2 separate regions of the Rattus norvegicus genome follow, and region 2 is linked to region 1. A link is a contact called in public Hi-C data. All regions are on one chromosome and are shown on one strand. Each heading gives the region's core, a stretch centred on a gene start, on an enhancer-like site or on the middle of the called end of the contact. The rest is flanking DNA. Distances are from core to core; before and after follow the strand shown. Region 1 holds the start of Acot6 (acyl-CoA thioesterase 6). Region 2 holds the start of Zfp410 (zinc finger protein 410).

The links. Hi-C and Micro-C count contacts between places; a contact is called where the count stands out from the background.
Region 2: a contact with region 1 is called in a Hi-C map of Schwann cells, with 2.7 times the contacts expected there. The contact joins the promoter of Zfp410 here to the promoter of Acot6 in region 1. A contact is called at or near these places in 2 of 12 Hi-C or Micro-C datasets (the Rat2 cell line and Schwann cells).

What each region holds. Positions count from the first base shown.
Region 1 is chr6:109,460,413-109,467,139 of GRCr8, reverse strand. It overlaps Acot6 (acyl-CoA thioesterase 6), which reads right to left and starts at 3,627. Exons shown (of 3, transcript NM_001305285.1): 1 at 2,920-3,627. The coding sequence starts at 3,376. It also overlaps the pseudogene Acot5-ps1.
Region 2 is chr6:109,691,637-109,698,837 of GRCr8, reverse strand. It overlaps Zfp410 (zinc finger protein 410), which reads right to left and starts at 3,395. Exons shown (of 12, transcript NM_001108042.3): 1 at 3,349-3,395. Ptgr2 (prostaglandin reductase 2) reads right to left here. Exons shown (of 10, transcript NM_001399426.1): 10 at 4,606-6,468. The coding sequence ends at 6,392.

The DNA of each region.
Region 1 (6,727 bases), core at 2,378-4,877:
CTTACAGATGTGTGTGGCACCACATCTGGCTATTTTTTTTTTTTGGTGGGGGTGGGTGGCGGGGATTGAGACAGAGTCTCACTATGTAGCTCTAGCTGGTTTGGAACTAACTATGTAGAACAGGCTGTCCTCAAACTCAGAGGTACGCCTGCCTCTGTCTCCTAAGATTATAGGTATGCACCACCATATGGTCTGGTTGGTTTTAATAAGTTACAAAGAAAAAGAGAAGTGTAACAAAATATCTTCCCTCCCTAATTTGTCACGGTAATAAAAAATAAAGTTTAAAAAAGTAACACATCTTCCAACAACTTTTTTCAGTTTCCTTAGAAAATATCTAAATGCTTTAAGGATATAAAGCACTCTTAGGGCCACCAGGGATTACTAGAGGATAGCCCTATCTTCTCGTCATCTGTTCTACCTTTAAAGAAGGGCACCCTACATTAGCTGAGTTGTTTTGGTCCCTGGATGTTTGTATGTGCTGTTTCTTTTGCTGACTCTGGTATTCTCCCTCCCTCCTGATTTTGATGGGCTCAGCTTTGTAATTTGCAACTTTCAATTCAGATAGTCTTAGACACATTCTCACCAGCACCTTCACCAGTACCTCCCTCTCAGAGGACCTGCCACATTGTACTATGGGTATAAGAATAATTCTATTGGGCTATAAGTTTTACCCCAAATTGAGAGGCCATGTCTTAGTTACTTTTCTATTCCTTTGATAAAACACCATGACCAGAGCAGGATAAAACGATAAAAGGAAGCATTTAATTCGGAGCTCATAGTTTCAGAGGGTTGGAGTCCCTGACCTCCCTGACCATCCTAGGGTTGGGAGGGGAACTTTGGAGCAGTAGGTGGGAGCTCATAGAGGATCCACAAGTACGAGGCAGAGAGAGCTGAGAACGGTGCTCCCCTTTGAGACACCAAAAGCCAATCCAATGACACACCATACCTCCCAATCCTTTCCAAACAGGTCTATCAAATGGGCACAAGATATTCAAATATATAAGTCCATGAAGGGCATGTTCATGCAAAGCAACAGAGGCTACATAGTAGACAATGAAATTTGGGGTGATTTTCCCCCTCATCCCTTTCTTCATTTTCCTCTTATTCTTTAAGACAGTCTCCTGTAGTCCACACTAGTTTCAAACTTTGTAATGCAGGATCTTGAGCTCTTGATCCTCCTGCCTCAGCCTCCCGAGAGCCTGGGATTTCAAACACATAATCCCATACTATTTAAATAGTTTACTTGTGTCCCGTGTTGTTTGCTGGGCCTTAATAAAAACCTTGGTAACTTTGTGGTGGTTTGAATAAGAATGAGCCTATATACTTCAATGTTTAGTCATCAGGGAGTGGCAGTGTTTGAGACCAATTAGGAAGTGTGGCTTTGTTGGAGAAAAAAACAACAAAACTCTTTTCTGGGAGTGGGTTTTGAGGTTTCAAAAGCCCACAATAGGCCTGGAGTTTGCTCTCTCTGCCTGTGGATCAGGTTTTAGCTCTCAGCTGCTGCCTGGGCATCTTCCCGAATGCTACATGCTGTCATGATGATAATGTATGCACCTCTGAAAGTGTAAGGGAGCCCCCAATTTAATGTTTTCTTTCATTGTGTCTCTTTACAGCAATAGAACAGTGACTAGGATAAATATTTTTTCTGGATGACTTAATCAGTCATGGTGACTTACAGAGCTCCTATTAAAGTTCTGTGGAAGTCTCCAGAAATGAACAGAAATGGAGTAGGTCTCAGTTCCAGTCACAGGTGGTCCCACTGTACCAAGCAACCACAAGTAAAGAGCTGTAAAAGCGAGGGAGATTCTCTTACTTTGTGCAACGACCACCAAAATAAGTTTCAAAATTCTGTGTACTGCAATGACTAACTTGTAGTTTTCTGTCGCTAGAAGGGGTGTGCCGGGAACTGTCTTTCCACTGTTTTTACATAGATCTTCGTGGTCGCCAAGCAAGCACTTTGCAGACTGGGCTATCTCCCGATCACACTATCCATTTGGAACAGGATAATTTTATTCTGGGGCTGTCTGGTATTTGATGGGAAAGTTAGAAAGTTGGCAGCATTGCTGGCCTCTACCAGCTAACTGGCAACAGCACCCCCTCCCCCGATCCCACACATACCTTCCACCCTCACCCCTACCCCCCACCCCCGCCACAAGGTTTCTCTCTGTAGCCCTGGCTGTCCTGTTACTGGCTCTGTAGACCAGGCTGGCCTTGAACTCAGAGATCAGACTACCTGTCTCCCCTGCTGGAAGTAAAGGTGTGCATCACCACCTCTGGGCTCTCGCCTTCATTTTTTGACAAATGAAATCTCTGCAGATATTGCCAAATGTCCTCATGGAGGGGCAAAAATCACCCTAGGTTGAAAACTACCACCAGCACGTTTATGGTGGGGAGAGGTTCTGCCATGGATATTCTTGTGCACTTTAACGACTCGGGAACACTGTCTTCATTTGTGGGTTAAAGGCTCTTTGAAAGTTTGATGTGAAAAGAGACAAAAGTCACTCTTACTACAGCCATACGTTATTGATTATATCAGTATTTAAAACTCCTTCACCTGGCTAGCATTTAGTGAGTTTCAATAAAGTAAGTTGAACTCCCTCTTCAGCATATAGTTGAGGGATTCATGGTGCCTTAAGGGAGTGAGACTTGGTAGAAAATTTACTCTTAAAGAAGACTGAGGGGGTTGGGGATTTAGCTCAGTGGTAGAGCGCTTGCCTAACAAGTGCAAGGCCCTGGGTTTGGTCCCCAGCTCCAAAAAACAAAACAAAACAAAACAAAACAAAAACAGACGACTGAGAATTTGGAGAATGGGGACAAGGTTACTAAAGTTAGGCAATTATGTGATAGAACCCAAGGGGGTCTATTCAGGACCAGAAGATAGACTAGGCTGTGAGCACAGGAGTGGGGTGGGCTGCTCACCTGGGGGCAGGAAGAGCGTGGCGCGCACCCTGCCCTCGCGCACGGGCACGCGCCGCACCCCGGGAGCCATGAAGTGACGCTCGTGCACCGCCTGTGCAAGCCGCTGACCGCCGTCGGGCTCGTGTCCGTCCAGCACCTCCAGCTCCACCACTAAGGGCGTCTGCACGTCGCGCTTGATCAAACGCCAGAAAGGCCGTTCGGGCTCCATGGCCCATATCAGCCCCATGGGCTCGAGCCCCGTGAAGCTGCCGCCCAGCGCGGGAGCGAGCGCCAGGTTCAGCTCTCCTTGGACATCAGCGCGGTAGAGCGCGTGGGCTCGGAAGAGCACACCCTTCTCGTCGCGCAGGGCCGAGCATAGTGTGACAGACTGCTCCGGGGCCAGGCCGCTCAGGACGATGCTCAGCGGCTCGTCCCAGCAACTGCGGCCGGCGGGCTCCAGAGTAAGCGTCGCCGCCATAGGGAGCTGGAAACCTCGTGTAGTGCCACGCGAGTTGAGTTCGGAGCGGAGCCTGGCCTGCTGTGGAGGAGAGCCTGACCTGCTGTAGAGGAAACCTAGTGCCGTCTCTGAGAGTTCCCTATCCCTGGCTCACGTGCCTCAGACAAGACAGGGACAGAAAACAGGCTGACTATATACAGGAAGGATGTAGGTCAGAGTAGCAGCAGTGGCACTCTCCACCACAGAGGATTCTGTCCACATAGTGTTGAGGATTGGTTGGTAACACTAGCTGAATAAAATCAAGGCAGAGTCTAGCCCTTGCGTGGATTGAGTAGCAACTTTCTATAAAAACAAACAACCTTTAAATATTCTATTACTTTTATTTAAGGCCTTTTTTTTTCCTACTTCAGGGAGATATAAAAGGTTAGATACGGGGTTGGGGATTTAGCTCAGTGGTAGAGCCCTTGCCTAGGAAGCTCAAGGCCCTGGGTTCGGTCCCCAGCTCCAAAAGAAAAAGAAACAAACAAAAAAAAAAAAAAAAAAAAAAAGAATGCTGAACCTCGCATCATCAGCACATTCAGCAAAACATTTTGGGGTTGGGGATTTAGCTCAGTGGTAGAGAGCTTGCCTAGGAAGCGCAAGGCCCTGGGTTCGATCCCCAGCTCCAAAAAAAAGAACCAAAAGAAAAAAAAAGGTTAGATATTTTATAAAGAACAGATTTATTTGTGTCTTATGGTTTTGAAGTCTGAGAAGTCAACCCTGGAGGGGCCTATATTCAATCACATGTCATCCAGTAGTGGAAAGTCAACAGCACTCAAATTTGGGTGTACTGACTCAGACATGGGAGAATCGCTGTGTTAGGCTGACAGCCACCCTCCAGCATAGCTATTCTGTTCCATGCCTGCCAGCTATTTCATATTGTTGCTGTGACATGACTGCCAGTCACTGACACAGAGAAGTGACTTGGCTCAGGCCATGCTGACCACACACCCTGTTTTGTTCTGTGTGTTCTGACTGAGATTTGCTAATTTTTTTTAAGATTTATTTATTATGTATAAGTACAGTGTAGGTGCTTCAGACACACCAGAAGAGGGCATCGGATCTCACTACAGATGGTTGTGAGCCACCATGTGGTTGCTGGGAATTGAACTCAGGACCTCTGGAAGAGCAGTCAGTGCTCTTAACGGCTGAGCCATCTCTCCAGCCCTGAGATTTGCTAATCTTAAGAAATTTCACAAAGCTTTACATAGAACCCACCAAATCAAAAGTTGATATGAACGGTTATGTGTAAAATATCTTGAGTCAGGGATGACCAGCTGGTAGTCCTTCCAGCACCTATGTATGAGTTCACCGTGGTTTTCGTAACCGACACTGAAGAACGCTACTAATAAGCCAAAAAGTTATGACTACAATACTCATGCTCTGTTATCTCAGTGTTGTGAGATTCTCCTGTTCACCACCCATCCACGCCCTTGAGAATACTTTGCCTAGTAAGCCAACTGCTCCCCTACTCGCCCTTTAAACTTTTTAACGTGGTTTTCCTATTTAAAAAAGTCTACTCTGAGAGTAGACTGTACTGCGGTTGGGTTCCTGAGTCCCTTTTGTGGTCCTGGATATCCAGTATTAAGGTGTGCATTCAATAAACTACTCTTGCTTAACCAAGGTCATGGTTCATTTGGTTTGAGTGGCAATTCCTGAACTCCAATAATTGTAATTCAAAGCAAGCCTGGGTTACATAGAGAGAGATTCTGTTTTAAACAAACACACACAGGCAGACAGAGCATGCAAGAAAAAGGGTCATACTCATCCTTCGAAGAGAAAACTAGAGATAACCCACCCCGTCCATTCACCAATACAGCGTTCTTTCAAAGTTTTTACCTATTCTTACAGGTACAGCGGATATGGAGTTCCTACCACACAGTGCCAAGCGATGGTGGCACATGCTTTTAATTTCAATACTTGGGGGGCAGAGGCAGCTGGGTTTCTGTGAGTTCAAGTCCAGCCTGATCTAGAGTGAGTTGTTTTTGTTTTTTTGTTTGTTTTTTTTTTTTCTGGCACACAACCTTTGAGAAACAAATTGAAACCTAGGAAAGGCACATGTGAAAAGAAAAGGTCGAATGTGTCATGTGAATTTATACACACAAACATGCAGGCAGAACAAGATCTAGAAAAGACCAACACCAGACCCTAGGAGATATTCTTCTGCTCCAGGCATTCTTTCCCACAGATAATTGTTTTAACCAGGTCTACATTACTGCAGTGAGATATTCCCGGGTATTAATTTATGAAGAGAAAATGTTTAAAGTTTCTGTAATCCAGTCTGAGATCTGGGGCCTCCACTGATAGAAGCCTCTAGTGGGAGTACCTAGACAGCAAGGTGAGGTCCAACTATATACACATCAGGCATTAGAAAGAAAGACATTAGGATTCTACAGCTCTGTTCATGGGCACACTCCCAGTAGCCTGAAGAATTCCTAGAAGTCACTACCTACCTATCCCCACCCCCTTTCTCTTGTCTCTGGCTTGGTTTTTTTTTACCCCCCTTGAGACAAATGTAGCCCTGTGTAGCCCTGGATGTCCTGGAACTTACTCCTTAGACCAGGCTGACCTCGAGATCCACCTTCCTCTGCCTTCCAAATGCTGGAATTAAAGGCATAGCATCCCACTAGGGATTCTAAGACTCTAACTGTACGAAATACATCGGTTTTTCAAGTTAACTGGTCTTAACTATTTTTATGTTCTTACTTTTATTTACGTGGAAAGCCATAGCGTTGCCACCAATCGATCGTCCACCAATCGATCGCCCAACTCTCACAGTAAGAGTAGATGTGGGAGCTGGGGATTTAGCTCAGTGGTAGAGGGCTTACCTAGGAAGCGCAAGGCCCTGGGTTCGGTCCCCAGCTCCGAAAAAAAGAACCAAAAAAAAAAAAAAAAAAAAAAAAGAGTAGATGTGGACAGGGGCCGAATCTTCCACCTTGGCTCTGCCTCACTGTTACTCTGACTTCCCGGATCATCCCACTGTCCTTGTCTTGTCACGCGGAGCCCACGAGTCAGAAACTCCCAGAGACGCACTAGGTCGCCTCCACAGCAGGTCAGGCTCTGCTCCGAACTCCGGTCGTGCTCTCCCAGGCCACCCCACCCCCACCCCACCCTCGCTCCTCATGGAGGCAAGGCTGACCCTGGAGCCCACCGGCCGCAGCTGCTGGGACGAGCCGCTGAGGATCACGGTGCGTGGACTGGCCCCCGAGCAGCCCGTCACGTTGTGCTCGTCCCTGCGCGACGAGAAGGGCGCGCTCTTCCGAGCCCACGCGCTCTACCGCGCCGATGCCCACGGAGAGCTGGACCTGGCGCGCGCGCCCGCTCTGGGCGGCA
Region 2 (7,201 bases), core at 2,146-4,645, 230 kb before region 1:
GCACACACACACACTGAAGACCATGCAATAAAACATCGGTTACAAACCTATTTCCCATTTTAACAGTAATTACATCGTAAGAAAAAAGTAAAAAGAAATTCACAGATAAAACAGCAGTTTTATTGTTTAACAGGAAAGTGTGACTTACTCTTTTTTCTTATTCTAAAAGGTAATTATGCCATTCTGATCATTTAAAAGATAAGTCTAGCAGGGGCTTGGTGGTGCAAAGCTACAACCTCAGCACTCGGGGAGTGGGCTCTACAGCAAAGTCAAGGTCTGTCTGGGCTATTGTGATCTCAGAAAGACAAAAACAATCAAGTTTACAATAGTACTCAAGTCTAGCTGTGTAACTCAAGGCAAAGCACTTGCATAGCATAGCACAATGTTCGAGTGTAATCGCCAGTATTGAAGACAAACAAGCCAACACACGGGGTGGGGTGGGGTGGGGTGGGGTGGGGGCAATGGGACTGTTTGCACACAGATGCAATGGATTCATCTGCATTCTTCCTCCCTCCCACCCTTCCTTTTTCCCGGGTCCCTACTGGACACTGAACCTAAGGTCTGTCTATCCACGCTGAGCACAGACCTTGCTAGTTCCCTAACCCGAATCTCCTGGATAACTCCCTGCCTCCATGGACTTTGGCACATGAATTCACTTAATTTGGTGGAACTGCTGGTAAAATTGGGAGTCTGAGATCCATAAAGTGAAGACAGGAAAAAGGTGTGGTGGCAGGCATCTGCAAGCTCAGCAGTGGGAAGACTGAAGCAGAACAGGGAGGTTTGCAGCTAGCATGAACCACACTGCAAGATCATCTCTGGAAATAAAAAGGAAGCAATGTGTTCAGAGCACAGTGGCTCATCAAGTGTCCTCCGTAGACCTCATCTGTAGCACAGAACTTGCTAAGCACACCAGCCAGCAATATAATGGACGTGCACAAGCTAGGTTTGCCAATTCCAGGTCCATTACCTAGCTAACCGGATTCAAAAGCTGAAATGAAAATTTTGTTCTTGCAACGCAAATCTTTTATAAAAAAATTAGTATTTTTTGGAGACAGACACGGTGGCACACACTTCAATTCCAGCACTCTAGAAATATAGGTAAGCATATTGCTAGGGGTTTGAGGCCGGCCTGGTTTACATATTGAGTTCCCAGGCCGGCCGAGGTTACATAGTTGAGTCCTTGTCTCAAAAATGATGTTTCACTGGAACAGTTCATTTTTAAGATTTTTAGTTTTTATTTATCATGCATTGGTATTTTGCCTGCATGATGTCTGTACATCACATGTATGCAGGACCCATGGAGGCAGAGGGAACTGGAGTTACAGAAGGTTAGGAATCACCATGTGGGGTGCTGGGAACTAAGCCCAGATCCTCTCACACATTTTGACAAGTACAGTTAAACTGTCTTTAGTATATTCATAGTTCTGAAATCACACACATGCTCAGTTTTGGTTGTTAGGCTGTTGGGGGAGGGGCTGAAAGGGTTCACAGACAGGCTCTAACATAGGCTGACCTGGAACTCCCGCTCACTCCTGCTCACATCTTCTCACACCTCCGAACACTGAGACTACAGGCGTGTACCTCGATGCGTGGCTAATTTTACATGTTCCCAAAAGGAACCCTGAAGTCACTACCCACGTCTAACTTAGTCATTATTGTGGGTTAAAATGACCTCCATACAAGTTTCCACGTGACTACACAGAAAGCACTGGATAAACACTCAGATAGAGGATAAATAACGTGACACATGATACCCAATTCCCCACCCCTTCGCTCCGACTTTTCTTTTTTTTTTTTTTTTTTTTTTGGTTCTTTTTTTTCCGGAGCTGGGGACCGAACCCAGGGCCTTGCGCTTCCTAGGCAAGCGCTCTACCACTGAGCTAAATCCCCAACCCCATGCTCCGACTTTTCAATTCCAAGCTTTCATTATTAATTGCTTGTGGGGTAATTCTACATCAGCGTCTCCAGCCAAACCCCGTCTAAAGGCAGATTACCATCTCCCCCAGCAAACCTGTTCTTCTTGAATTATCTCATTCATTTATCGCCACTCCACTTCCCACTCAGCTGCAACCTCTCTCATCCTACATGTTTACATAGTCTCAGTCATCAATAATAATCAGACCCCAAATTTACCCCTCCTAGGATGCTATCTAGATTTCTCAGTACCTTTCAATTACCCTTTTCTTTTTTGGTCAACTACACTATTAGCACAAACTTTTGCGTGGTCACCTTGCCTTTTAAAATTACCCTTTCCAATCTATATTTTACCCAAACACGCATTATTTTTTTTTCCAAAACACAAAAATGCTTGTCACTCCCCATATGCAGTTTAGAATCTCAGAATAATGGCCGGCCCCTAAGGGGAAACCTCTTCACTGACATACCCCCCCCCACTAAAAACAAAATCCTTGGAAATTGTGGGATTTACCTAAATTTGACACCTACTGGGCTACAAAGCTTAAATTAGAATCCACATCTTCTGATGCTTGCCCTGTATTCTGCCAGACGACACGATAACACAAAGAGTAATACGTCTCAATTCCAGACACCCAGAATTGCCCGTCTTTACTTCGCACTGTTTTATTCTCTTTGCATACGTTACACTGCCCTTTGTGTCAAACTCTAGTGTAAATGTATGAACTCTTAATCCCAAATCAATAATATTTAACTCCCGAGTGGATCCTAAGTACATTTCAGAACCTCGTGAGCAAGTGAGACAAAGTTTAATAAACTAATTGGGTAGTCTTCTCTTGAGAAACTTCAGAGAACAAGTTGAATGTACAAAACACATCCTGGCTGCAAACACTCGCAGCCCACACACGGGCCTCAAGTGACAGGCAGAGGAGACACCAGAGGTCCAGCCCTGGTCCGCAGACGTCCCTATTCCTGACCAAGGAAGAGAGTGGACGCAGGATAGGAACCGGCAGCCCTGGGTGAAACGCCGGCAGGGCACCGCTGTAACCCTTTCCGCCAGCACAAAGGCCTCAGCCGAAGGCCCTTAGGTCTGCGGGCAGGCCCGGCTGCGGGTGCAGTCCGGAGCCTCCGCCTCGGGGACTCGCTAACTCTGGCTTTCTGGGGGCAGTCTGGTTTCCAAACACCCTCCCGCAAAAACAAGCAAAAGAGAAGAAACAGCGTGCCCCAGCTCCTCAAAGGGGTTAGGGCCGAAGCCGCCCGGCTTCGGACCCGTCGCTCCCCGCCCGCTAGACGCCTGGGGGAGCATAAGGGGGCGGCTTCCTTGTGCCCTTCGGGGGCGACCTCGGCTCTAGAGCCCCAGATCCCGCAGTGGCTTCCTTTCTCTGCGGGACCACCTAGCCGAGCGGGTGTGGCTAGCACTAGCCTGGAGCTCACCTTCCAGTCTAGGGCAGCTGGCCGCCGTCCGTCAGTCAGTCCCGAATTCCGTCCACACTCGGCGTCTTCCGGCTCCCGCCGGAAGCAGCTCCAGAGCGGGACAGGAAGTTTGGCCGCCCCCCACCAACATACCCACTGGCTTTCTTCTCCGCCCTACGGTGTTACTCAGGTCGAGGTGCTGACTCTTGGGCAGCTGCGGAGACCGGTCCTCTGCTCCCCACTACATACACACACCCCGACACACACAGGGTTCCCGACCGAGGAACCACAGCGTCCCGCCCCCTTCTCTGCCCTTCAAGGCTCTCAGGTCCGCGAAATGTGAAACCAGGTCAGTGCATTCTAGCCGTGACGTCACTGCCTTCCGGCTGAGGCGAGGAGTGCGGCGGCGGCGGCGACGGCGGCGGCTGGGATGGGTGAGATGGTGGGGTAGCTTTCTCCGGAGATGAGGACTTAATGACAGCTGACGAGAAATTGTGCTCCCGAAACACCAAAACCGCATAAAGAGCATTAAAAATGTTCATGGCCCAAGAGGGACCTGGAAATGAAGAACTGCATTGCCCATAGGACTGGGCATGAATTTAGGCACATGCTCATACAGCTTTAGAAACATTTAAGAATTCTCCAGAGATCTTGGATGCCCTGACTGTGGGCTCAGATACCAAAGTTCCAAGCTGGATAATAGTTCTTGTTGAAACTTTCGAGTTTGACTGTGTGAAATTTAAGATCTGGCGTGGTGGTACAGGCCTGTGACTCCAGCAATCCCAACACTAGAGGAGTTCCTGTGAACTAGGGCTGTTCATGGTAAGACCTTGTCCAAAAAACAAACAAACAAACCATGATGTGGTGCAGAAGAGTAGGGGTCTAAAGATAATGCCTGTGGGAATTAATGTTCTCTGAAAGTGCTTATTTTCAAGTTTAGAGATAAGCCAGGAGTCTGGATGAGCTAGGGAGTAGTTTTGGTACAAAACGTCCTGGGAGAAAACACTTCCTCCATACAGTTTGTGCTGGGCACTGTAATCTCATTTGAGGATTGCCATGACAAGGACAACTGGGCTACATCGTATCTGGACAAAACCTTGGGGGTGGCAAGGAAATGTTAACTAGGAGCTAAAATCCTAAAATTGAAGTAAGGATTAAATACACAAAATAGATTTGGCAGTTACCGATACCTGAAGAGATGAAGAATTACCAGAAAGAAAAACTGGAACCCAGAGAAAGTATGTAAAACAAGGTTAGAACGCTGCAAAACCTCACTGATTACAATTTGAATACATTTATTACAAGTTTTGCCTCTAAAATACATTGACTGTAAAAAAGTGGCCATAAGTCATACTCAGAAAACAGCTCCAGTTTTATTTTTCTAAAGGTTGAGTTACAATTAATAAAACGAATGCGATACATCAATATATCTGGAATAGTCACGTCTATGACCATTAGTTAATTTACTTAGTCCTACCATTTTCTGAAGCTTGTTTACTTGGTGCTTGTTGGGGGGAGGTGCAGTTAGGGATTAGCCTCAAGGCTCCTAGAGGTCAGTGTGCCCTGACCTATCCTCAACTCACTTTAACCAGTGATTGATTCCTTAGTGAAGGTTATGTCTATTAGCTCTCCGAGGTACCAGCATGGTAATACAGGCCTTTAACATTGGCACTCTGGAGGCAGGCAGGCAGGTGGATAACTGAGTTCCAGGCCAGCGTGGATCACATAGAAACCAACCTAACAGATTCTGTCTAAAAACTGTTTTTCCTAAAATACACACAAGCTTTTATGAGATGTAGTAAGCTGTTAGGCTTGCTACAGTCAATTGTTTGGCAGAACACGCATAGATCAACTTCTCAATGTAAACCTGGCTCCTGGAGCCTCCCATCAACTCACTTATCTTCTCATACCAGTCCTAATCCAAAACGTCTGCCCTCCACCAACTGTCCCACAATCTGTAAATACCCCAGTGCTGCCCGAAACCCATACACTTAGGCCATTGAAGCCTCTCTTTGGGCAGGCTGCTCTACCTGAGGCCCTGCGTTCTAGAGCCCTGCACCCACAGAGTGGCTCAACTCTCCAGCTCCGGGGGACCCAAAGCCCCACTGCAGGCACTAGAGCCCCATGCAGGCACCAGGCATGCACGTGGTGCACAGACATTCGGGTGTGTAAAATAGAGAGTTCTAAAGTCTCATTAAAAATAGGGAAAGGCTATCTCAATTCTAATACCCTCAGTTTAAGAATGGTAAAAATGGGGGCTGGAGATGGCTCAGTAGTTAGGAGCACTGACTGCTCTTCCAGAGGTCCTGAGTTCAATTCCCAGCAACCACGTGGTGGCTCACAACCATCTGTAATGGGGTCTGATGCCCTCTTCCGGTGTGTCTGAAGAATGGTAAAAAATGTTAAAAAATGTTCCCAGTTCAACAAATGTTAACCACTTCTCACCTTAGAATTAGAGTAGAATTTTACTCACTTCTAAAAGTAATTTAAAAATATATATTCCATTAACAGTTGGGTTAGAAAACCTGGGGTTTAAAAATCACCCAGGGACTTTTAATTACTTGATACAAATATATGTAATATTAGTTTTTACAAGCAAAGTTATCCAAGTGACAAGTGACACCAGTCTGGCATCCTAGCAGTCTCGGCAGTGGGAGACCTGAGGAGATAATTTCAATCTATTGTGGCATCAATATTTCTAATACTGCAACCCTCTAATACAATTTCTCCTGTTGTGGTGACCCACAATCATAAAATTATTTGGTTGCTTCCTTATAACTGTAATTTTGCTGTTATGAATATTAACGTAAATATCTGTTGTGCAGGAGATCTGATATGTGACCCCTCCAGAGGGGTCATGACCCACAGAACCCCTGATTATGGTTAACAATCACATATTAAATGTATAATGAATGTGATATTGAAGATAAAGTGGTTATACAACAAAGAAAATATCACACAGGAATGAGAACTAACTGTACTATAAGATTATTTTTAAACATGTCTTAACAATCTTTGTGGGAAGTGGAGAATAGAGGGTCTCCTGGATGGAGACACACCAAGACTACGGAGAAGAATCTTCTGAAATGCGGACGATCTGCTTCCCTATGTTGCCTCCTGTCATCATGGATTGGAATGCAACTGAAAGAAAAGAGAAATGTTACTATGTCTGTTAGGAGCTCTAACATATAAAATTTGCTTGAAAGTGTGATTTTTCTCTTAAGTTTTTTAGTTTAGTTTTGTTTTCCTCCCACCCTCCACCCACCCACCAGTCTGTTTTGTTTTGTTTGTGGCTGGGTGGTAGGGGTGCATGCCTTTTAATCCTAGGATTCTGTGAGTTTGAGGCCAGCCTGGTCTACAGAGTGAGTTCCAGGACAGCCTGGATTACCCAGTGAAACCCTGTTTGGAGGTATGTGTGTATGGAAGGGGGTATTTTTATGTGGAGGTGGAGAGATGCTTAAGGTATGAGAGTGCTCGTTACTCTTGCAGAGGACATGGGTTTAGTTCTCAGCACCCACATGGTAGCTCACACCCATTCCAATTCCTGGTACCAGCTCTAGGGGATCCAACACTCTCTTCTGGACTTAATGAACACCATGCATGCATGTGGTATAGACCAGGCTGGCCTTGAACTCATAGTGATCCACCTGCTTCTGCCTCCTGTGCTAGAATCGCCCAGCTTCTGTGAGGTTTTGTTTTGTTTTGTTTTGTTTAATATTGCATACAGAAGAAAACTCTCAGGGCGTGTGCATGTAGTCCTAGCACTCTGGAGTTAAGGCTAGAGGATCATGAGTTTAAGGCCAGTCTGGCCTATAGAACAAGACTCCAAAATAGCCAAAGAGTTGGGCAGGAGAGAGAGCACACTGACTCCCTC